Regions from separate parts of the Mus musculus genome. Here regions 2, 3, 4 and 5 are each linked to region 1. The links are chromatin contacts, called in public Hi-C, HiChIP or PLAC-seq and promoter capture Hi-C maps. All regions are on one chromosome and are shown on one strand. The core of a region is the stretch at or near the end of the contact, and the rest is flanking DNA. Distances in the headings are between cores, read along the strand shown. Region 1 holds the start of Fbxo31 (F-box protein 31). Region 2 holds the start of Nup133 (nucleoporin 133). Region 3 holds the start of Ccsap (centriole, cilia and spindle associated protein). Region 4 holds the start of Rab4a (RAB4A, member RAS oncogene family). Region 5 holds the start of Mbtps1 (membrane-bound transcription factor peptidase, site 1).

Region 1 (2,615 bases), core at 44-2,543:
CACACACACACACAATAACAATAAACAGAGTAACAGAGTAATTTGTAAAAAAGAAAGAACAGTGCTCAGACAGAAGCTGAAAACAAACATCACCCATCCTGTGCGACTAAAGGTTACTACTGAGGATCTTATACAAGAAAACAAGACAAAAGACAAACAGGACGTTACATTGGGCCAACAGACATACCAGTCATGTTCAGGACTGAAGGCTTTGCATACTTATTATAAAAGCCCCTACCCAAGTCACAATCCCACTCAGACGTGGGGTAAGATTACCCCAACTTCCCACAGTGCGAAGGTAAGGGGAGACAAGCCAGAACCCTGATGTCAACCGTGAAATTACACAAGAACCCTGCAGCAGGGAGGACCTGGGGAAACCGCTTCCTCACACAGCCTGCCATCCCACAATCCCACTTGGAGAAGTGCAGGCTCACGAAGATGAACCACCCCAGAGGTTTTCACAAGATAGATGTAAATCCCCTGCATTTCTACAAAATGCACAAAGCAGTCTCCGGCGTGCTGTGGCCAGAAGACAGAAAAGGCTGAAGCCCACACACAGTCAGAGCACTAGCCTGTGTGACATGCAGGCAGTGGAATCCCTGATGTTCCCTTCACGGAACAGCAAGCCTCCAGGACACACACACACACACACACACACACACCAACAAGCCATTCAGGCTGAGTACCGTGATGTATGTACACGGACGTAAGGCCTTCAAATGGGACTGTGGCCGCTTTGCGTCCTCATTATTCCTGCACCGGGAGGGTGGGCTGTAGGTTTGGTTTAGGGGGACGGGGTCTGACATTTTTAAAAACAGGATCTCACTCTGCAGCCCTGGCCTGCTAGCTGTCTGGTTTTCTCACTCTGCAGCAGGCCTGGTTTGGAACTCCACACCATGCTCCTGCCTCGGCCAAGTGTCCGTACTAGGGGATGCACCCGCTCACCCTCGCGGCAGCGCCGTCTCCAGATGGTGTCCGTGTGCAAGATTCGGCGGAACCTGCTGCAGACCTGAGCCAGGCTGGGCAGGTCGGTGCCGGGCAGCGACGCGAAGATCTCCACGAGCAGCTCAGGCGGGAGCTCCAGCAGAGAGCAACGCGCCGGCCCCGCCTCGATGCGCTCCTCCTCGGGGTCCGTGTCCGCCTCACTGTCCGCCGCCGCAGTCTCGGCCGGGCCGCGGCGCTGCTGGCGGCGGCGGCACCCACGCGCGGGGCCCACGCCGCAGAGCCGAGCACACACCGCCATGCCCGTCACCACCGCGGAGGCGCGCACGCGGACGCGCACGCACAGCGCTCTGCGCAGGCGGCCAGGCAGCCGTAGTCCCGCTTGCAGGCTCCTCAAGCTCCACCCCAAGCGTGACCACGCCCTCCGACCCCAACCCCTCACACGCCCCCATGAAGACTCGCCCCGCCCCTAGACGCTCCCACCCTTCCAAGCCCCACCCAGACGCTTCGCCCCGCCCCTTGAGCAGTAGGCCCCGCCCTACGTGTTAGGTCCACGCCCTTGTATGGAGCCACACCCTATTTCCAGGCTCCGCCCCCAAAACGTTTGGCTAGAAACTTAGGACGCCCAGCTGCTCACTAAAAGAGGGTCGCCGGGTTCAGCTCCGGAAAGCCCCGCTCCTAGCATGACCACACCCCTCCCACAAGTCCCACCTCTGACCCCGTTTACAGGGTAGAACGAAGGGGTTTTACCTTAAGCAAGAAAACAATGCAGGATGCCCCGTGTGAGGATCGAACTCACGACCTTCAGATTATGAGACTGACGCGCTACCTACTGCGCTAACGAGGCTCCTTAGCAGCAAGCTCGCTGCCAGGGCCTTTGCACAGGTGGTGGCCTCGCCATGAACAAAATCTGGCAAGGGAAACCATAAACCAAAGCTACCGTCGCCTAGCAACACTACATCTAAACTAACTTGCCAAGATTACCTTGGTTGCAAAAGGAAAGGTCTGGTGCTCAGTGAGGTGGGAGTTCCTGGTGTCCCCAAACCTGCTCTCCAGCTCACATTGCCCCGCGCAGCACAAGGCGTCTAGAAACTTCCCTCTCAGGAAAAGAGTAGTCTGGGGTATCCTCCGCAGCTCTGCCCTTAATGACCCTATATAACAATATCGCCTATTTTTTATTATTAAAATTAACCGTTTGCGTGGCGGTCTCTCATCCCAACTTGGGGCTAGGGGATCAAGGCAGGAGGATCAGAATTACAAGGTCACTCTTGGCTACTTAGTGACTTTACGGCCAGCCTGGGCTACGTGAGACCCTGTGCCTCCTAGCAGTCCGCTCAGTAAATTATCCCAACAAGCAAACAGATATTACCTAATGCATTCGTTGATTGATTAACAATAGCATTAAGCAAAGGCTCCACTTGGTGGCCTGTAATCCTAGACCTTAGGGAGATGAGTCAGGAGGGTGGGGACTTTTCAGGACAACCTGAGCTATGCGGCAAGATTTCATGTAAAAAACAAAACAAAACAAAACAAAAAAGACTTAAATTACCTGATAATATTAACATCGTGTAAAAGTGTAGCTGAGCACACGCTGCCTCTTGTCCCCGTGTGTTAATGCCCACGGGGGAGGGTAAGCTCTTTGTGGGCATGTGGCTGAGACCCTAGACTGTCTG
Region 2 (2,615 bases), core at 62-2,561, 2.4 Mb after region 1:
TGTGTGTGTGTATATATGTGTATATATATATATATGATTGTATGATAGATAGATAGATATCGAAAAGCAAGTGCTCTTATCCCCAGAGCCATCTTTCCATCCCAGAAATTCACTTTTGAAAGATGAACAGAAGAAATTCTTCTAGAAAAAGGTAACCCAATTCTGAATTTTCGTGTTAATTACATTGAGGAGGGTAACAATTCTACTATACATGTGGACTTGGCAGCACACCAGCATCTTTAGTGAAGCACGCTCTCTCTCTCTCTCTCTCACACACACACACACACACACACACACACACAAAGTGCTTTTATGTAACCTAGTCACAACCATCACATTTTGTGGCCCAAGTCCTTTAACTGCCAATCAGTATGTAGTAATAAGCATTTGCTAGGCACTGAGAAAACATTTTTGCCAGGTTTGTAGGCTCTTACCATGACTCAGATAGGTGTACTGAATCCTGAGATGCTGAGATCCTGACTTAAAGCTGGAAGTGTTAAACAAAATGATGGTAGCCAGACAAGCTACTGCATGCTTGAAATAGAAGAATCTTAAAAGTGGATTGAGCAAAGTCAGCCTAGGGTACGTAGCATGGGCTGTCCCAAAGTGGACAGGACTGAGTTCCAGGCTGCATTCCTACACTATATCACAAAAAGACTACACCAGACCAAATGTTACTCGTGTCAAACGCCACAGAGTCAAACCACAACTTTAAACAAACAGCAGCCCGACACTGACCTGTGTCAACATAATAAAGAAATGACTTTTTAATCTTTACAATAATCTGAAGTATGTTCCTACCTTGCAAGCGTAGTGCTCAAAAGGTTCTTTCATTCTTTTCTGTAGCGCGGAGACAGAGTGAATCCATGGGTCCAATAAAGAGTTAAACAGAGAACGGGCAAAACGAGGGCCACCATTAAGCAGCGACAATAAAACGCGAGAATGACCAGAAGTACTTTCGAACTCTGCGGCAGCTTACCCCACTGCCAGGCTCCACCTCCCCGCTGTGGAGCGGACCCCGCTGGTCCCCGAACCCCCACTTACCGTGAGCTCACCGAGCTGCGCCGGCCTGCGGGCGAGAACAGCACGGGCGAGTTAACCGCAGATCCCAGAGACAGACCCCTCCTGCTCGCTCTAGGCGTGGACGTGGGCCCGATCCCGACTAGCGGACCGCGTCGGGTCCCCGGCCCTGGGGTTCGCGGAGAGGAGACGCTCGGAAACATGTTTGCAGAGAGCGTGGAGGAAGCGGCACTCGCGGGCTAATAGCGAGAACCTCGCGCGCCCGGAGCTTGAACACCTGAGGGGCGGGAAGGCGCCTAGAGATGACGTAAGGGGGCGCTCAGCGAGTAGGGAGGGGAAGGCGCATGGCAATGACGTCAAAGATCGGCGCCGAGACTCGGGGCAAGGTCGGAACTGGGAGCGCTTTGTTGACGTCACATCCAGTACCGGGGAGGGGCGGGGCAGGCGATTTGGAGTCCTGCGACCCGATTCACCGCGGTGGATCCAGTGCTCCGGACCGAGAGCTTGCCAGAAGCGCCGGTCTCCGGCTGGAGCTGACCCTCCGCGGCGAGCGTGGGCTGGGGAAGGAGGCGCCCGTGGGCGGAGCTGAGGAAGTCGCGCTCTGGGCGGCGGTGGTGTGCTCACAGTTTTTCCCAACCTAATTCAGATCGGTTCAGGCTTGTTCTTCGTTCGATTGTCTGGGCTCTGCAGCGGGTTGCAGCTTTTTGCTTTCCAGGCACAGCTTGCATTTTGATGGGTCTGTCCTACTGCCGGAGATTCGGAAATGACAGTGCCCCCAGTCCCCGGGCATGTTCACTCTCATCGCTGCCCCTGAAGTTCCAGACCCTAGTAGAAGCCGATAGCAGGCGTGCACACAGTTCTGTTAGTCCTCTGCGGCTGTTTCGGAAGACCGTAGTGTGTGTATGGGGGTGTCTTTTCCATTCTGCTCCCCACATTACTAAACAGTGAACTGAGATTAGCCCGAGGCTGTACTAGAGTTTGTAAATATTCAGGGCTGATAACTGCCCAGGGACCCTTGCTGAACTTGTGAGGTCCCTTGTTACTTCGGGTGGCCTTTCCTTTTCGGTTTTTTCATTGTGTCCCACTTAGACAACATTGTAGCCAGACTTTTGACCACTTTATGGGTTCCTATTTCTACCACTTGTCTCCCTCTCAACCCCCCAACACTAGGTAGGAGAAAGAAGGCTAGAGGAAAAGGGGGCTTCGATATCCGTAGACTACTTCCTGCTGATAGAGGCATCGAGTTCCTTGGGGCAGTTTTGATCTTTTAAGAGCTCAGAAAGCCAGAAGGAGGGCATTGGACTCTGAAGTTAGTTACAGGGGGGTTGTGCGCCACCTAGCATGGGTGCTGGGAATTGAACTCGGAAAAAAAAAGAAAAGCATTTAGAAGTAGCTACTTGAGCCAGGTGTGGCTGCACACACCTATAATCTCTGTAGGACCAGAAGTTGTTCAAAGCCACCCTGGGCTACATGAGACACTGTCTCAAATGCCAACAAACAAACCCAATTACCTGAGAGACCATTATGGACACAAGGTTGTTAGGCATATCAGAAGTAAATACAGTGGGAGGGGGTAGGGGGAGAGAGAACATGGA
Region 3 (2,615 bases), core at 78-2,577, 2.3 Mb after region 1:
TCCCAATAAAAAAAAACCTCACAGTTAGCAAGGGCTCAGTTTTCATATTAATACCTGGGAGACATGCTCACCGCCCCCACCACCTTCTGCCACTTTCCCTAATTTCTAACCACATCACTGAAGCATCAGAATGGTCGTCATAAGCGACCAGATGACACAAGGCGGCCCAGCCATGCAAGAACTGAGAATAGGCAAACATAGTAACCAAGAGCAGGGAAATCCGACCCTTTCAGACTCCGACCATGGATCCCAAGCTCCCATGGCTTTGTTTACAAAACTGAGATTAAAAACAAAGGGCCCATCATATGACTTTGAAGGTCGAATGAGAAAATACATATTCCTAGACCAGTCACTGAGAAATAACTTTTTCACCACTGGACTCTCAGAAGAGTTCAGAGAGGTGGCTGGCAACCATAGTGATCTACAGTTGTACTGAAGTACTGCCCTGAGTCCAGGCAAACCCCAGGGCTCTCTGCTGACAGCCCCACTCCGCAACGGCGGGAAAGTGGCTCACAGCGTATACAAAGAGGGGTTCGTCCACAAACAAACGCATACCATTCTTCAGAGACAGCGAGACCAGGCCTTCAAGGCGTTCACACTGACAACCATGACCCCATTATGACAGCTCGGGCGTTCTTAACTTCAGTCGGTCATCTTTGGAATGAAAAGCTCCTCTCGCCAAACAGGATGCGCAGAAACAAACAGATCCGCCATCTGGTGGATCGAGGGCTCACTGAGCGGGCCACTGCCTGCGACCAAGGACCCCAACCAGGGTCATATGAGTTGGAGGTCATAAAGGGCTCCGCCAAGAGTCACCAAATTAGGGAAACCTGGGGTGGGAAGGTGGAAATGCGGCCCGCACCTTCCCCGCTTAGTTCAGCAAGCGGATTCTGTCAACCCCAATTAAACCAAAACAGGAAGCGCTGAGAACGGAGCAACGCGCTGTGCCCGTACCTGGTAACACTGTGTCCTGCTCCTCCGCGTCCCGCAGCTCCGCGCCGCGCTCCCCCACCGGCTGCTCCTCCTCCCGCGCGGAGGGCGCCGAGGGCTCCCCTAACGCGCCCCTGGGGGCCGGACTGGGTGAAGCCGAGCTGTCCGAGGGGCTGTCCGGGCCCCAGGCGTCCCAGAGCCAGGGCGCGTGCGCTTGCTCCAGCAGCCGGCGGCCCAGGCGGTAGCGCAGCAGCTCGCGGTAGCACGGCGCGTATTCGTCCCAGCGCGGCTCCCGATAGCGCTTCATATACTCGCTCTTCACCCCGCTGCCCGGGGACATGGTGCCGCGCGCCGCCGACTGCCTGCTCCGCGCTGCCGCCTACGGGTGCGACGGACTCAGAGGCGCGGCCCGCCGCGCGGTTCAAACCCGGAGCCCCGCCCGGACTGGAGGGCGGAGGCTGGGGCAAGGAGGGGCGGAGAGGGGGCGGGTCTGTGACGGGTGTTTCTGGGAGAGGGCGTTCCTAGCGGGGGCGGAGTTCCGGGCTGGGAAGGCCCCTAGTTCAGGTAATAGCGGGGGCGGGGTTTCAGGAGGGATTCCAGGCGACGCGACCTATCTAGATGGAATGATAGGTGGTCACCAGGGGTCTGCTCCACTCGGTAGAGGTGGAGACCACCGGACTCAAGGTGACGGGACAGGGGATCTTAGGTCCCCAGACACCCTCCTGGGCGAGGAGTCGGGGACTCTAGGAGCAGCGTCCTTACCTCCTGCCTGTTCTATCCTCCGCTCTCCGGAGGTCAGCTGAGATCGTGGCGCAGCAGCTATAGCGCGAACAGCGTTTCTCCTTGCGCGTCCTCCACCAAGATGTCGCCGATGGAGCGGTGGCTCCGCGGTCCTACAGCAGCCGGAGACGAAGGCGCCGCCCTAGCCTGAAGCCTGCACCTCCCCGCGCGCCCGCCGGGCCCCCGCCCGCTCCTGCGCCCGCGCCTGGGGCGCTGCTGTGAACCCCCAGCTCGTTCGCCCACTCGCTACTGGGGGCCTCGCGAGGAGGCTTCAGCTCTAGATGCAACCTGAGCAACCAACACCTAGCCGAGGACCAAATCCTGTGTCCCGATTCCTTCCTCTTTTCACAACGCCCGGGTTCTCAGGCCTTAGTGATTTTTTTATTGTTGTTGTTAATGATGTTGTTGATGTTGCTATTTTAATACATTTCCCTCCTCTGCCCCCTTTTTGAGACAAATCTCATGTTACCAAGGCTGGTCTAGAACTCATTCCAGAGCCCAAGCTGGTCTTGAACTCCTGATCCTTCTCCGCCAACCTCACAAGTGCTGGAATTAGCAGGTATGAGCCGCCTCACCTGCCCTTGCCTTTTATAACTTACTAGAGGCCAACTTTTGTAAAAATAAATAAATAAAATAAAATAAAGCCTAGGGCCTGCTCAAGGACCTGGTGCAAATGTTTGGCTTGGGCTCTAATGGACAGGGTCGCAGGGTTGTTACTGTTGCAATCCTGCTCTACAGATGGCTTTTGTAAAAGGAAGCATTGATGCAATCGCTGCAGAAAGATTTGAAAGGACAGGCATCCAGGAAGGATCACACTAAAAAAAAAAAGAAAGAAAGAAAAAGAAGGAAGGAAGGAGGAAGGAAGGAAGGAAGGAAGGAAGGAAGGAAGGAAGAAAAAAAAGTAG
Region 4 (2,615 bases), core at 83-2,582, 2.2 Mb after region 1:
TCTGAGATCTGGAGTTAAAGGCCCGTGCTACCATGCATGTGCTTTGAATGTAATCGTGTTTGTGGGTGACTCAGAACATTACAGATTTGCATCTGGGAAAGAAAGCTGAGCTCAAAGGTCGCACACTCTCAGGCCTTCAGCGCAGTTCCTTCCTATTTTAACATTCTTTCTTTTTTTTTTTTCCTTTTGTTTTTTTTTTTTGGAGACAGGCTAGATCAGGCTAGCCTCGAACTCACAGAGGTCCACCTGCCTCTGCCTCCCCAGTGCTGGGATCAAAGACTTGCACTACCACTGCTGGGCTATTTTCACATTCGTATATGAAATATCTCTATATCAAATGAATTATTCAGGCAGTCACTCCTGTTATTTTAAAATATATTTACTTATATATTTTTTTGAGTTGTGTCTCTATCATCTTTGTTTTCCCTCCTTGCTGTGTAGCCCAGATAGGCCTTCAACTTGAAACAACCCTGCCTATGCCTCCTGAATGCTGGGATTATAGGCAAGCGACACGATGGTAGACAATCTCAACAGCAAACTTTGCATGCTGTGCCAGCAAGAGACTTCAACAAGATTACGGGATGGGGGCGGGGGCTTCTTTCCCTTCCCACATCTCCTTAATTTTCTGTCATAAAGCACAATAATGAAATATTAGGACAGGCAGCACGGAGGCAGGAGAGAATGTCTGACCCGTGGTAGAGCCTGACAGCGGAGGTTAAAGGTACACGGTAGGCTTCCCACAGCCCAGGCATCTGCTGCTGTGAAGAAGGCAGGATCTTACTTAGGCCCCGGTTTGCTCAGGTGGGTCAAACTCCCGACCCCAATTTGCCTTTCAATAAATGTCCCAACCCTTTTCCTCGGAGGAAGGGGTAGGTTCTGACCTGTATTGCTTCATTAACCGAACACACCTTCGAAATTAGCCTGCAGTAAGAGCCAAGCAGCACTGCTCTGCCCACTAACGTGGTGAGCAGGAGAGTTCTGGTGACCAAACACACCTGCGTGGCTTTCTGCTAGTGAACCCCCTTTCTGTCAAAACAAGCCCTCGGGCGGCCTCCTGTCCACCCTAGCCTGGCAGGTCACTCTTAAGAAAGGCTGAGTCTGTACTGCTAAGCCATCTGGGAGGATCTACGGGCGCAGGCGCCCCCTCCCTAGTCCCGCCCTCCCTCCTTCCTGGTCCCCTCCTTCATCCTCCTTTGCCTTCACCTCCTCCTCCAACTAGGAGCCTCCAACCATTTCTCTTGCCCTCCCTCCTCCCCTTCCCCAGCCCCGCTCCTCCTTCCTCCTGCGACCCCGCCCCTCCCCCTGCTCCGCCGGGCTCCTTCGCCGGGCGGCGGTGCGCAGACGCGGAGCCGAGTCCCGCTGGGCCGCAGCCGGTGGCCGGCTCGCCGTGGGCCCGTTCCCGGCTCTCCACGCTCGGTTCCTCTCGCTCTGCGGAGACTGGAGGACGGACCCCGCGGAGCTGTGGCGGCAGAATGGCGCAGACCGCCATGTCCGAGACTTACGGTAAGACGCGCGGGTTTGCGTACGTGTTTAGAGGGGCAGGCCTTGGGGTCCCGGAATGTTGGGGGCCGGGGTCAGGGTCTCCAGAGCCGGTGTCTAGAATATCGAGATATCCTGCAAACCTCGCGGTGTCAGGAACCAGGCAGAGATATTTAGAGTCTTGGGTGGTTTAGGGTTGGCTTGGGATCCTAGTAATGTCAGCAGCTGGGATCCTGAGAATCTGGGTGTTAGGAGCCAGGTGGAGACACTGAGAATCCTAAAGTGTCAGCGGCTGGGAGGGATCCTGATATTCTTGGGGTGTCAAGGTCGAGCTGGAACTTGAGAATGTCTGGGTGTTTCAGGCTAGGCTGGAATCTTGAGGCTCTAGGGGTATCAGGCGCTGGTCTGGACTCTCTGGCCAGCAGGTGCCCCCTGCTGTGATTCTACCAAGTTCCCTCCCGCTTTGACCCTGGTTTCACTCTACATTTTCCTCCTTGGATTGTTTAAATCTCTCAGGGTTGCAGGAGCCAATTTGTCGTCGATTCTTGTCCTCCTCCCTGCAGCACCAACCGCAGGGATGAAGGCTCAGGGCCACGCCTGCGTTTTGTGTCTCTAGGGGCAGGGTTGTGGGCCTCGGGAGGGTGGGGTGGGGGTGTTGGAATTCCTTTCTTTGCATTGAGATTATAATGAGTTTTAAGTGGATGAATGCTGTCTCTTTTCTGTAGACCCCTGGCCTCGTGTATTTTCCCTCCCTCCCTCTCTCCTCCCGTCCTCCCCTCCAGATATGGTTGCATTATATTACCTTTATAAATACAAATATATGGTCCTCTGATGACCACAGGCCTTGGATATGGAGACATGATTTTTTCATCTTTTTTTCTCCTGCAGCACCCAGCCATTCTCAATGCACGTGCTGGGTGCTCCCCCTCCCCCAGTCGAGGCAAGAATAAACAACCACTACTATGTATGGTTGGCCTGTGCCTGCCAGTCCCTCACGAGACTTGAAACTTTGACGTGGTCTGTGCTCGTCGTCCGAAGGAGGGACTCGCACGGAAAAGCATGACGATCTGTCAGGTTATCTGCAGTTTGTGCCCCTGCTTCCTTCCTGCCACAGGGTGGGGCCAGGGTCTGGCCTG
Region 5 (2,615 bases), core at 81-2,580, 2.0 Mb before region 1:
AATGAACAAGATCTGACCAGAAAACATGCTCCTTCATTCCCGAGGGGCGAGGGGGAGGCCTGCCAACACCGCATCACTTTTTAGATAGTAACAGCAAATTGTTGGTTATAAGGGGTGTTTAGAGACTGCAGGAGAGTCCTAATGAGCAAAAGTGCAGGTTCCAGTAGCCACTTCACCCTTACACTCAAAACAAAAACAAAAACCAAAAAGTCCACAAAAAATTAGCTCTGTGGCCAAATGTGTCACATACTGCAAGATAAGACCTTGGCAAAAGGTATTCCACATGAATAGGGGTAACTGTGGGCTATTAAACAACGGACTATCATTCAGCCGTAAAAGATGAAATACTGACTTACGCTACAACCATAAAAAAAGGTACTGGTTTATGCAACAACATAGATGAATTCTGGAAACAAGACACCAAAGGCCACATGCGACTCTTGACCCACTATTCCCAAAAAGCAAACCTAAGGAGACAGGTCCATCGGTGACTAAAATAGCAGACTAAAAATCGGTTCTAACCACAGCAGGGTACCGGGAGTCTGGGGAGTGGTTCTCAAAGCGGGCTGTGGTGCCGACTGAACTGCTCCGCAAGATGACACAAAGTCACAGGGCGGGACCACTTAATACAAGTGACCCTGTGATACATAGGACACTTTATAGAAATCACGGTCTTGCGTTTAAAAAATAACGGTAAGTGGTGTGGCGCTGTACGTCTTTAATCCCAGCGCCAGGCAGAGACGTGAGGATCAGGAGTTCAAAGCCAGCTTGAGCTACTCAGACCTTGTCTTAAATATTAACTTTTTCCCCCCCCGACTAGTTTTGCAGATTTTTATGCTTTTCTCTGTCCGGCTTTTTCATTCGCCTCCAAACCTAGGGGTTGCTAGCGAGGCTGATCCCAGAATGAAATCTTCAAGTGCTCCTCCCGTCCCTTCAAAGCGCCACTCAAAAACACCTACAGCAAATGCGAGTCCGAGCCGCGATGTGCACTGAGCTGCAGCTCGGTTCCCCGGGGCTCGCGACCGCAGGGCCCTGCGGAGGCGAACGGCGCTTGCGCACCGCGGCGCGCAGGCGCAGGCCAGGCCGCCGCAGCCGCCGCCGCCGCTCCGGGCCAATTTCTGGGGAAGCAGCTGCGGTAGCCGGCGGCCCCCGCGCGGGCAGCGGACGGCTGAGCCTAGGGCGCGTCCGGCTCTCGGCCGCCGCCGGCAAACGTACCTGCGTCCGCCTCAGGCTCGGGGTCGGCGGACCCGGGAGAACGGCGGCTCCGCCGCGAACACGCCTCGGGTCTCCATTCGGGGGATGTTTACTCGCAAGTCTCGCGAGACCACGCCGCTGGGGCGTGGGGGGGTTACGACGGCCCGGCGTGCTCTGCGCGCCCGCGACCTGCGTGCGCGCTCCTGACGGCCCGGCACCGAGGCGAGAGGCTGTGCGGAGCTCTCGCGACATTTGCGGTCTTGGGGGAGGGGTCGGGAAGGGGCGGAGCCGAGGGCGAGGCCAAATCGCCCTCTCTGGGTATATATAGGGAACCCTGGTGGTTTAGGTTTCTCCAGGTTTCCTGGCCTGGAAACTCAGGAAGGGTGCGAGCACCTTTGCGCGGCTGAAGTGGGACGGCGCCTATCCAATCTATGTGTTCTCCTGAACTACTCCCATGGCCCCAGTTTATTACTGCTGCCAGGAGGGTGCATCAGCATCTTGAGAAACAGGACGTTTGTAACACCAACTATTTACCATTTGGAACAAACAGGATCAAGGTGAATTTCGTCTGGTAAAACGCACTTGAGCAATTTAGCCACCTGTAGAACGGGCCCATTCTCAGCCTTAGTACTGAGCTGGATCGATCACTCTTGGCCCTGGCACAACCTAAGTGTGCTCGGGGACTGTGACTGAAGCAAACAGGATGGAGGAGACAAACCCTGAGTCCTAGGCTCATAAGCTCACCTTGGCTGCCAAACCTGGTATGGAAACTGGGTTTTGCATTGGGACCTCCAGCCGAGCAAACTCAAGAAAAGGGGATCCGGACCCAGGATTTAGGTCAGGGTATGGAGGGGACCTTGTGCAGCACTCTTGTGTTTTCCCTCAGGTGTTCAGTCAGAAGAGTGCATGTAAGAGGGGACAGTACTCTTGTATAGGAGCCAAGTTTCCATCCCAGAACCTGCTCACTGTAACTTCAGCTTCGGAGGGATCAGGTTTTTGGCCTCTGAGGGCACCTGCACGCCTATACATAATCCTACACAGACATACAAACGAGATTTTAAAAGGGCGGTTCTGAGACAGTAGCCCCACACATTGAAAAGGATAGACCGCATTTATTCCCAGGTTCCAGAATCCTATGGATAACCCATCATTCCGGAAACTCGCTGTGGCAACCCCATTGCCTGCCCACTCTCTGCCCTGAGACTTGAATCTTGCTCTTGGCCTGATGTCTCCCTGCTGATTCGCCACACTCTCCCCAAGGTCTTCTGTCCTTCAGATGCCTGAAGCCCAGTAATTAGAAGACCCTTGCTGGCTCAGGAGAAGCTGGGAGCAATAAGTTGATGTCATAAAGGACCCATTAAGCCTGCATACAGTAGACTTTAGCTAAAGGAGTGCTCAGAGCTGAGTAGTGGACTAACCAG

What was found. Promoter capture Hi-C pulls out the DNA fragments that hold promoters and counts their contacts. A called contact is a pair of places that touch in the nucleus more often than the background predicts. HiChIP or PLAC-seq counts read pairs in DNA pulled down with a chosen protein or histone mark.
Region 2: a contact with region 1 is called in an H3K27ac HiChIP or PLAC-seq map of thymic regulatory T cells, with 12 times the contacts expected there. The contact joins the promoter of Nup133 here to the promoter of Fbxo31 in region 1. A contact is called at or near these places in 1 of 39 promoter capture datasets (pre-B cells), 1 of 484 Hi-C or Micro-C datasets (CD8 T cells), 1 of 115 datasets of contacts at active chromatin or transcription factors (thymic regulatory T cells) and 1 of 9 other capture datasets (liver).
Region 3: a promoter capture Hi-C map of embryonic stem cells shows a contact between it and region 1, with 4 times the contacts expected there. The contact joins the promoter of Ccsap here to the promoter of Fbxo31 in region 1. A contact is called at or near these places in 1 of 39 promoter capture datasets (embryonic stem cells) and 1 of 484 Hi-C or Micro-C datasets (regulatory T cells).
Region 4: a promoter capture Hi-C map of embryonic stem cells shows a contact between it and region 1, with 4 times the contacts expected there. The contact joins the promoter of Rab4a here to the promoter of Fbxo31 in region 1.
Region 5: a contact with region 1 is called in a Hi-C map of muscle stem cells, with 5 times the contacts expected there. The contact joins the promoter of Mbtps1 here to the promoter of Fbxo31 in region 1. A contact is called at or near these places in 2 of 484 Hi-C or Micro-C datasets (CD4 T cells and muscle stem cells) and 1 of 9 other capture datasets (liver).

Annotation. Positions count from the first base shown.
Region 1 is chr8:121,577,513-121,580,127 of GRCm38.p6, forward strand. It overlaps Fbxo31 (F-box protein 31), which reads right to left and starts at 1,294. Exons shown (of 9, transcript NM_133765.4): 1 at 946-1,294. The coding sequence starts at 1,243. It overlaps n-TMcat17 (a tRNA gene), which reads right to left and starts at 1,789; the gene lies at 1,717-1,789.
Region 2 is chr8:123,947,954-123,950,568 of GRCm38.p6, forward strand. It overlaps Nup133 (nucleoporin 133), which reads right to left and starts at 1,312. Exons shown (of 26, transcript NM_172288.2): 1 at 1,045-1,312. The coding sequence starts at 1,223.
Region 3 is chr8:123,858,141-123,860,755 of GRCm38.p6, forward strand. Ccsap (centriole, cilia and spindle associated protein) reads right to left here and starts at 1,328. Exons shown (of 3, transcript NM_001379289.1): 1 at 955-1,328. The coding sequence starts at 1,270. It overlaps Gm9901 (a long non-coding RNA gene), which reads left to right and starts at 1,315. Exons shown (of 2, transcript XR_388182.4): 1 at 1,315-1,494; 2 at 1,730-2,358.
Region 4 is chr8:123,804,664-123,807,278 of GRCm38.p6, forward strand. Rab4a (RAB4A, member RAS oncogene family) reads left to right here and starts at 1,333. Exons shown (of 8, transcript NM_009003.3): 1 at 1,333-1,503. The coding sequence starts at 1,473.
Region 5 is chr8:119,557,431-119,560,045 of GRCm38.p6, forward strand. It overlaps Mbtps1 (membrane-bound transcription factor peptidase, site 1), which reads right to left and starts at 1,331. Exons shown (of 23, transcript NM_001167910.1): 1 at 1,216-1,331.